2 separate regions of the Capra hircus genome follow, and region 1 is linked to region 2. Evidence: chromatin contacts called from public Hi-C data. All regions are on one chromosome and are shown on one strand. The core of a region is the stretch at or near the end of the contact, and the rest is flanking DNA. Distances in the headings are between cores, read along the strand shown. Region 1 has its middle 83 kb from the start of TRNAC-GCA. Region 2 has its middle 85 kb from the start of ERG.

Evidence for each region. A called contact is a pair of places that touch in the nucleus more often than the background predicts.
Region 1: a Hi-C map of blood shows a contact between it and region 2, with 4 times the contacts expected there. The contact joins two enhancer-like sites. A contact is called at or near these places in 3 of 5 Hi-C or Micro-C datasets (blood and liver).

Annotation. Positions count from the first base shown.
Region 1 is chr1:151,339,166-151,344,328 of ARS1.2, forward strand. No RefSeq gene overlaps it. Among named protein-coding and RNA genes, the nearest start is that of TRNAC-GCA, 83 kb to the right of the region's middle. Within about 2 kb of position 2,421, at least 1 of the 5 cell types and tissues checked has an H3K27ac peak or open chromatin away from gene starts, as enhancers often do.
Region 2 is chr1:150,964,418-150,969,329 of ARS1.2, forward strand. No RefSeq gene overlaps it. Among named protein-coding and RNA genes, the nearest start is that of ERG, 85 kb to the left of the region's middle. Within about 2 kb of position 3,539, at least 4 of the 5 cell types and tissues checked have an H3K27ac peak or open chromatin away from gene starts, as enhancers often do.

The DNA.
Region 1 (5,163 bases), core at 1,171-3,670, 370 kb after region 2:
AAGTGGCCAAGGAACTGAGCATGAAAGCATAGTACAGGTTAGCATTCAGGAACCACAAGTTACAGATATGGGCTGAATACAGCCACTGCTTGCAAGCTAAGAATGGTTTTTACATTTTTAAATTGTAAAACAGAAAAAAAAACCCCCAAAGTATTGGAGTTTCAGCTTCAGCATCAGTCCTTCCAATGAATATTCAGGACTGATTTACGTTTAGGATGGACTGGTTGGCTCTCTGTGCTGTCCAAGGAACTCTCAAGAGTCTCTCCAACACCACAGTTCAAAAGCATGAATTCTTTGGTACTCAGCCTTCATTATGGTCCAAGTCTCACATCCATACATGACTACTGGAAAACCATAGCTCTGACTAGACGAACATATATACATATATATGTGTTCTTGGGGCTTCCCTGGTGGTTTAGCCGTAAAGAATCTGCCACAGCATAGGAGCCGTGGGTTCGATCCCTGGGTCAGGACAGTCCTGGCAGAGGGCATGGCAACCCACTCCAGTACTCTAGCCTGGAGAATCCCATGGACAGAGAGCCTGGCAGCCTACAGTCCATGGGGTCGCAAAGAGTGGGACACGGCTAAAGTGACTGAGCATGCATGCACACACACATATGTGTTTATATGTACGTGTCTGTGTATTTATGTTTCATTTTATGTATTTATTTTATATACACACTCATTCTTCTTTTAATCACAGAAAGACAGTACATCAGAACAGTTTTCAGAGCTTTCTGAGATGCTCTTCCAGGGTTATAGCTCTCAAATTTGGCTCAAATGAAGTTTTCCAACTCTTTCTTTAAAAAAGAAAGAAAGGGGATGTCCTTGGTCGTCCAACGGTTAAGAATCCACCTTGCTGTGCAGAAGACACGGGTTCAATCCCCGGTTGGGGAGCCACAAAGCATTAAAGCCTCCGTGCTGCAACTCCTGGGCCCACAAGACGCAATGAAAGAGTCCATTCATCTCAATGAAGGATCCCACGTGATGCAGCCAAGATCCAATGCATCCAAATACATACACACGTACATATATTTTAGATACAGTACCTCTTTCCTGCTATATGGAGCAAACTCTACTGAAATGATTCAAGGGGTCCAAAGAAAGGAAGGAGAATGTGGTAGAAATTTCTGGAACACCATTTTGCTCAGTGAGAATGAGCTCATTAGGCAAGACAGGAAATGCACAGAGATGGAGTGAAGGGGACGAACCCCCCCTCCCTCACCACTCGAGCTGCTGTTCACATGTATCCGTGTCCTTTCAGACTCTTCTTCATTGAATATATTCATTTCGAATGCTGTATACACTTTTTCACTTAACCTTCTATGATGCCATATTCCATATTATTGCCAGCCCTTGGCAGGCATCATTTTCAAGGCTATGTAACATTTCATTAAGGGATGTATCTATCCCCTACTTTTAAGCGATTTTTTGAATATTCTCCTAATAATAATCACATAGCTACAAAAATCTGAGAAAAGAAAATCTAGATGCTTCTCAAGCCTAGAGGCTTGTCTGATTTGTTTTCATATTCTTTTTTATTTTTTTTAAAGTTGCAAGCTTAAGTTTTATTTGGGGGCAAAATGAGGACTACAGCCCAGGAGACAGCACCTCAAATAGTTCTGAGAGACTGCTCCCTGTTTTCATATTCTTATCAGTATTGAGGAAAAATGAAAGGAGAGAAATATATGAACAAAGGGATGGATAGATGGATGGTTGGATGGATAGGTAAATGGATGAATGGGTAAATGGATGGATGGATGGATGGGTGGATAAATGGATGGATGGATGGATGGATGGATGGATGGATGGACAGAAAGCTTAAATCTTAGGCTTCTTTAGACTCAGAATTCTCAAACAAATCATCATCTCTTCCAAAGGCTATGGATCACTTGCCATTTCTGATATGACAGCCAGACCTCCTGGACATTTCTTTGGGGACACAGCCTCCCCAAGCTCTTTTTTGATGATGAACTCTCTTTCGGTTCCTAGAAAATCTGGAAGATGATCCTACCACGTAAGCCATGTGTTCCTCCAGCTGACGTGTGTTAAACATCTATTGTTTGTACTTCCTCTGACAGAGTACCAAGTGGTTAAATTGAGGTGAAAACCAAGCTGGTCCCTGGACGACTGTGCAGCACCTGGACTCCAGATCAAGGATGGCTTGAAAGCGCTCTTTTGGAGGAGGGTGGACCACGCTCACTCCGGTGGCTAGGGAACTGAGCTAGAGTCCTAAGGAGGAGTGCCCTTTGGATGGTGCCGACATGCGTGGGTGGCACTGCTGGGTGTGGAGGGTCATGAGGGTGTCTGGACACTGTGACAGCCGGCTGTAGAGATCAGGGGTGTCCAGAACACACCACACGCCCAGGCAGGTGGAGCATGAGTATAGCCGTGGAGGGACGGGTGACGCGATGGAGGCCCGGAAACTGAGGCCGCAAACCGAGGTGGACCACAAGGGCTGCACAAGACGGGCAGTGGGATCCTGCCGAGTATCGGAGCACGCTTAGGCTGCCCCCCTACTCCCCGCAGAGGCCTTGGGCTGTGAAACAGAGGTTCTTAAAAGTCAGGTCAGAACTTGGCCCCTGACACGACTATGCCCCCCCAAAAAAGAAGGAAGATCTGCCATCGCGGGTCAGTTGGTCCTGTGTCTGCAGCAGTAAGACGCGGCAGGACCTGGCGCCCTAACCTGCCTCCGTCTTGGTAAACACTCGGGCAGCTGGACTCGCCCTGGTTTCCGCCTCGCTCCCCGCTCCCCTCCCCATGGCCTTTCTGCCTTTTTAGGCTCCTGTGTACTGTCCCTCTGCCGGGATCATTCAGCTCAAAAGTTCACCAAGTAATTGTGTTTCTCCATCGAGGCCAGGAAGTCTGATGCCTCTAAAAGTCAAATGTGCTTCTTCCAAAGATGACCTTAGGCAAGAAGCAATGTGTTCTTTTTCCTGCGGTTTTAACAAGATATTGGGGAAGTGAGAGAAACAGGCGGGCCAGAAGTGGAAGTGAACTTTGTGGCAACTCAGACAAGCCTTACCAGGTTCCAACTGAAGCAAGAAACATGAGTGTGCAGTTTCCCTTTCTTGCCCGAGGGGCCGGGGCCTGCCTGCCTGCGGGCTGGACACCCTGCGGGCTGGACACCCTGCGGGCTGGAAAGACGTGTCCCCGATGGCATTCAGGTCGACACAGGACCTGTGTCACAAAGTCCCGAAACCCTCATTTCTAAAGCAAAAGCATCCTCTGATTCTGCCAGCCTGTCCCCTTCTTCCGAGTAAGAAAGCGTCAAACATGCAAAAATTGCCAGTGTGATTCCTTGAACAAGCGGCTGCAGGCCAGTGTCAGCATTTCAAAGCTCTGATGAAAGAGACGTCATTCAAAGACAGGAGGAAGACAGAGCCTGCCCTCCCCCAATCCTGTGCTCAGTGGCAGGGCCTCCCCTCCCCACTCCACCATTAACCAGCTTTCTTGTGATTACACGGGTCCCCTTCACATCTGGTTTCCATCAGTAGCAGAAATGCCAGCTCTCTTGCACTGGGGCCTGCCGGTCATTATGCTTGGGAGCGGGGCTGTCAGTGACACCCAGCAATCTCCACCTGTGATGGCAGTGTCCATGGCTGACCGCTCAGGGGATGCCCCCACCCCTACCCCCCAAGTAACTGGGGTGAAAAACCTCAGAGAACCATCTGGAGACTTTCTCCACACACCCAAGCCAGGGCTGGGGAATTTGTCTCTGACATTAAGCTGCCGCTGAATCTCCCGCACATTGACGTGAAGAGTGAACACGATCCTTACTACAAAACTGGGCTCCATCTGAAACCTGCAAGGGAGTTCGAAAGAGACACAGATGGCAGACTGGGGTTTCAGCTTAATCGTACTTATGAAGAGAGAGCCTCGTGGGGACGCAGCACAGGGCAGAGCACGGATTCTAACTTGTAACCCACCGTTCGGTGTGCAGATTCTCGAAAGTCAGATTCTAGAGCTGCAGAAAGTCAGATTCTAGAGCTGCACGATCGCGTGGCTGTTCCTAAGGTAGGTCTCAGAAATCAGGCAAATCCCCATGCATGGGTGGGGGTGGGGTGGGGCAGGAACCGGAGTCATTGACTGGAGGCCGTCATGGCCCATGACAGCCCCAAATTGGCCTTGGGTTTTCCGGCAGCAAAGCTCTGCTTAATTATTCCTGGTGTGAGCTGACCCAGCATGACACAGGGAGGTATTGTGTGTCAAGGACCTCAAGGAAAAGGACAGGTCAAAAGTCATCCCAAGAGGAAATTTGGCCCTTGCACCCGAGGCCTCCCATCTCTGTCTCCAGGAAACTGACATCAAACAAATCAGATATTAGTGCTGTGAACCCTGAGAGAGACGCAAGCTCTGAACTCACTCAGCAACACCAGCAAACACTTGGAGTCATTTACTCCTCGGTTGTCTAAAGGCAGCTCCAGAAGACAGTGAGACAAGGAACCAGGACGCAGGATCTTGGTGGGCATTTTAGGCCGTTTTTACTCATTGCTGGCGTCTTTATCCCCTCCAAAGACACTCACTATGGCAACAGATGGTTTTGCCTTTAGCTGTTCAATAAAGAAAAAGCCTGCTTTAAAAAAAGTTTTTAAAATCTCTCTTAAATCCTTTAAATCTCTTTCAGGCTTCATCTCAATGTTCTCTGGAGTTGGGAGGTGGGGGCGGGGTGGGGGGGCGGGGAGGAGTCTCAGTTGTATTTACCAGGTCTTTTACAAAAGATTAATTGGCTGTCGTAAAGTTTCTAAGTGACACTCAAAAATCACAAAACACATAATCCCAGCCAGAGCAAATGATGGCTTACTGAAAAGGAACCTGATGTACCCAGAAGCCTCTGAGAAATTGTGTTACATTGTTTCATTTCACAGAGGGGAGAGCGACAGCCTTCTACTGCCTGTAAAAGGCTATTTTCCTTGGTAAACTAGGACTGTCTGCGCCTGATGAAGAGGGTCCTCCCAGGTGGCACTAGTGGTAAAGAATCTGCCTGCAAGTGCAGGAGAGGTGAGAGACACCGGGTCCACCCCTGGGTCAGGGAAGATCTCCTGGAAAAGGGCACGACACCCACTCCAGTATTCGCGTCTGGAGAATCCCTGACGAGAAGCCTGGCGAACTAGTCTGCACAAAGATTCGGACACGACTGAAACGATTTAGCATACACCTGAT
Region 2 (4,912 bases), core at 2,289-4,788:
CAGTCACCAAATGACCCATGTGAGGAGGAATTTGCTGTTCACTGCAGACAAGATCCAACACCAATAATATGTCCTGGCCTCAAGCTGTTCAAAGGGAAACCTCTATTTTCAAATCTAGAACAAAAATAATAATAAATTTGACAGCTGTCAGCAAGTCATAGGTAAACAAAAAACATAGGTCTTCGTCTTTTGCCTTTCTCCTAAAACAAGACAAGATTTCTGTCACCTACAGAGCTTTAGATCACATCGGTGGGATCATACAGGTTTCAGAGTTCAGTCAAAGCTGTCACTTGAAGAAGAATTTATATCCCCATTCCAAGGCAAGGGCTGCATATTAAAATGTTCCCATTCCTCCTTTTAAAACTGGAGTTTCTGGTTTCTTTATCCAAACACATATCAAAAATGATCTTTGAAAAATGGCAATTCAGCCCTTGGATCTTTAATTTTGTTTTCTCCAGCCACTTTGGGAAAAACAGTTATATTCAAAGACAGATATAATGCAGATCTAATATACAAGGTTCTCACTTTTCTGTGTGTGTTACCGTTTTATTTTTATTGAAGTAGAGTTAATTTATGATGTTGTGTTAGTTTCAAGTATCTAGCAAAGTAATTCAGTTTTATATATATTTATATCATATGTATGTATATTATTTTTTTCACATTCTTTTCCAGATTGTTGCCAGATAAGGAGGAGTGCGGTTCTCTGTAGCATAAGCAGGCCCTTGTTGTTTGCTTGTTTTATATATAGTAGTGTTGGTGACGGCAGTCGTGAAATTACCCTGATGCTGAGAAAGACTGAAGGCAGGAAGAGAAGGGGGCGACAGAGAATGAGATGGTGGGATATCGTCCCCAACTCAATGGACATGAGTTTGAGCAGACTCCAGGGGAAGGTGAAGGACAGGGAAGTCTGGCACACTGAAGCCCATGGGATTGCAAAGAGCTGGACACGACTTGGCGACGGAACGACGAACAACATAGTAGTGTGTGTCTTGGGCTTCCCTGATGGCTCAGAGGGTGAAAAATCTCTCTGCAATGCAGGAAGCCCAGGCTCAACCCCTGGGTTGGGAAGACTCCTGGAGAAGGGAATGGCTACCCACTCCAGTACTCTTGCCAGGAAATCCCATGGACAGGGGAGCGTGGTAGGTTACAGTCCATGGGGCCTCAAAGGGTGAGCAACTAACACTTCCATTATCCCTAACTCTTACTCCCTCTCTCTTCACCCTCTTTCTCCTTTGGTAACCGTAAGTTTGCTTTCTATGTCTGAGAGTCTGTGTCTGTTCATTGCGTCACATTTTAGATTCCACGTGTAAGTGGTTTCATGTGGAATTTGTCTTTCTCTGTCTGACTTACTTCACTTAGTATGATAATCCGTAGGTCCATCCATGGTGCTGAAACTAGCATCATGCCGTCCTTTTTTTTTATGAGCTCTCCACTCCAGTGTTCTTGCCTGGAGAATCCCAGGGATGGGGGAGCCTGGTGGGCTGCTGTTTATGGGGTCACACAGGGTCGGACACGACTGAAGCAGCTTAGCAGCAGCAGCAGCAGGTAACACCAGTGGTAAAGAACATGCCTCAACACAGGAGACATAAGAGACACAGATTTGATTCCTGGGAGACATAAGACACACAGATTTGATTCCTGGGTTGGGAAGATCCTATGCAGGAGGGCACAGCAGCCCACTTCAATAGTCTTGCCTGGGGAATCCCATGGACAGAGGAGCCTGATGGACCATAGTCCATAGGGTCACAAAGAGCCAGACCTGGCTGAAGTGACTAAGCCCATGCATTCTTTTTTATGGCTGAGTAATATTCCAGTGTGTGTGTGTGTGTGTGTGTGTGTGTCTGTGTCTGTGTGTGTGTGTGTGTGTCTGTGTGTATACACACCATATCTTTATCCATTCGTTTGTCAGAGGACACTCAGGCTGCTTCCACATCTTGGCTGCTTAAAATAGTGCTGCTATGAATATTCAGGTGCGTGTGTCTTTTCAAATGAGTGCTTTCTCCACTCTAACTTTTTCCGGTTGGTAAGGATCATCTGCTTAGAGGGCACTAAACTACAAGCAGATGCAGGGTCTTCAAGAGCTTAAGAGGCGTCTATAATTCATCTTCTTTTAGGTGTTTTAGATATTTTCCTTTTACATTTGCTTATACTTTTATTTTGAAATTTCATATAATTTTTCAAAAGTCAGCCTTGACTGTGAACTCAAGATAAGCTCAACCTCCTGTCACCTATTATCTCAACACACTACCTGGTATCCAGCACTTAGCTGATTCCCTTTACACATTTGTTAAGCAAAGGAGAAAGCTCCCGGATGTGAAATGATTTACCCAGGTTTCGTAATGATGCTGTCAGAGGCAGGTTTAGAACTCCCCCCGAGTCTAATCCAGTCCTAGTCCCCCACTCAGAGAGAGAGCCCAGCTAGTTTCCTGCAGGCCTGTCCCCACTCCAACTGCCTGGATATCTATTATGTTGCCTGGCAATGCCAATTAGGATGTTGAGAACATCCCTAAGTTTAATGCATCTTTTTAGATATTTAAATGCATTTTGGTCAGAAACTTCTACCAGTAAAACATTCCTTTCTTTTTTCGGCCACGCCATGCAGCATGCAGGATCTTAGATATTAGCAATCAACCCTGTGCCCTCTGCAATGGAAGGCTGTACTTTTAACCACTGAGCCACCCAAGAAGTCTCCAGTAAATCATTTCTTAACTTGCACTCTTAATATCTTATAAATTTGTTGTTGTTCAGTTACTCAGTCGTGCCTAACTTTTTGTGACCCCATGGACTGCAGCACGTCAGGCTTCCCTATCCTTCACTATCTCCTGAAGCTTGCTCAAATTCATGTCCATTGGATCAATGATGCCATCCAGCCATCTCATCCTCTGTCGTCCCCTTCTCCTCCTGCCCTCAATCTTTCCCAGCATCAGAGTATTTTTCCAAAAAGTTGGCTCTTCACATCAAGTGGCCAAAGGATTGGAGTTTCAGCTTCAGCATCAGTCGTTCCGATGAATATTCAGGGTTGATTTCCTTTAGGATGAACTGATACACTCTTGCAGTCCAAGGGACTCTCAAGAGTCTTTTCTAGCACCACAGTTTGAAAGCAAATTCTTTGGTGCTCAGCCTTCTTTATGGTGCAATTCTCATATCCATACATGAGTCCTGGAAAAGCCATAGCTTTGACTACACGAACCTTTGTAGGCAAAGTGATGGCTCTGCTTTTTAATACGCTGTCTGCGTTCGTCATAGCTTTCCTTCCAAGGAGCAAGTGTCTATTAATTTCGCGGCTGCAATCATTGTCAACAGTGAATCTGTCACTGCTTCTACATTTTCCCCTTCTACTTGCCCTGAAGTGATGGGACCAGGTGCCATGATCTTGGTTTTTCCCCATATTTAGAATACAGAAACTAGAAATGCCGCCGCAGTCATTTTCCATTTTGAACCTCAGCAGCAAGCGGCGGTCATTCCCATTTCTACCAGGTGGTGACGCTCGAGGCAAACGCTGCTTCTCAATTGGCCTGGGAGCGCGGAGCCTGAAAGCGCTTTCCAAACATGACCGTCAGAGAGTGGACTTGAGACGGTCGGAAACATCGCTTCGGGGTGAATGGGATAAGCGTCTGGAAAGTGTGCCCAGAAGACATGGCTCTGCATAAAGCCGAAGAAAAAGACCTAAAAGGAGTTGGGGAGCCCAAAGGGAGATCTGGCCACTGGGTAAGAGGAGGCGCCGGAGTAGCCTGGACCCCGCGCAGCACCTGGTGTAGCTGTGCGAACAGAAACGAATTGTGTGAAAACCACTGCCGCTCGGCGGCGGGAGCCCCAGGCCCTCCCGTGCGAGGAAGAGGGCGCTTGGCATGGTCTCTGGGAGCACCCAGCAGCTTCGGCCCGGTATGCATCCTAAGCCAGGCTGTGCAGATAAAAGTGAGGATCCGAAACCAAATCTTAGAGAGTCTTTCTGGGATTCAGCATTTCAGCATCAACCCCCATTTCCGCTTTTCAGAGGTCCTAGGAGGACTTGTCAAGTTAGTTCGTTCTCCTTTCACACGCAAATGAATTCAAAGTGATTGTTCCCCAACCCCCTCCCCCCGCCCCCCCCTCCCCCTTGTTACCTTGCAAAATTATGACTGCCTTTTGTAAGCACGGTAACAAGATCTGTCCTTCAGATCGCTGCTTAAATATGGGTGATTCTTGTCTCTATTTAAACAAACCTAAAAAAAAAATAAAATTGGAGCACATAGGCAAAAAAGTTCAATTTGAGGAAGGAAGTGCTCTTAAAAGCTAGGACTGTACATTTAGCTTAAATCTGCACACTTTTTTCAAGAGACTTCCAAAATGAAATGTCCCAGCATTTTCTAGTCTTTTCAGTAAACAAAACATATACCCTTTTAAAGAATAGAATAAACTATCTAGAGATGTTCATTTGGATTCCTTTGTAAATTCTAAATAATCTGTAATTGGAGTCATAGTTCTAAGAATTTCATTCCATTCCTTGAAAATTTAGGGAAGGACAAAGAGAGAGCCCTGTGGCTCAAAATGGTGCAATTGGAAGAATAATGAAAAGAATGGGAAAAAGCCAGCATCCTCCAGGGCAAGAACCATGTTTTATGAGGCTGAATCATGAAACAAATTGAGTAGAATATCATGCACCTCACCCAGAAACACTCAAGTTCAAGAAAGACTTTGCAGTAAAAGAAGAGAACAAGATCCTCTGCAGTGTCATTTCCTAGTTTTGTTTCATTTTCAAACCCACAAGGGCTCTCTGTTCTGGGAGGAGTCAAGTCCTACATGAAAAGCTAAGAATGAAAACCAGACTCCTTTCCCCCAGGAAACACCCTTTGAATGTATCTGTGCGTGTGGTTTCTCTCCCCAAACAGCTCTCGTGTAACCCCCAAGAGTGTATGCAGATGTTGGGTTATGA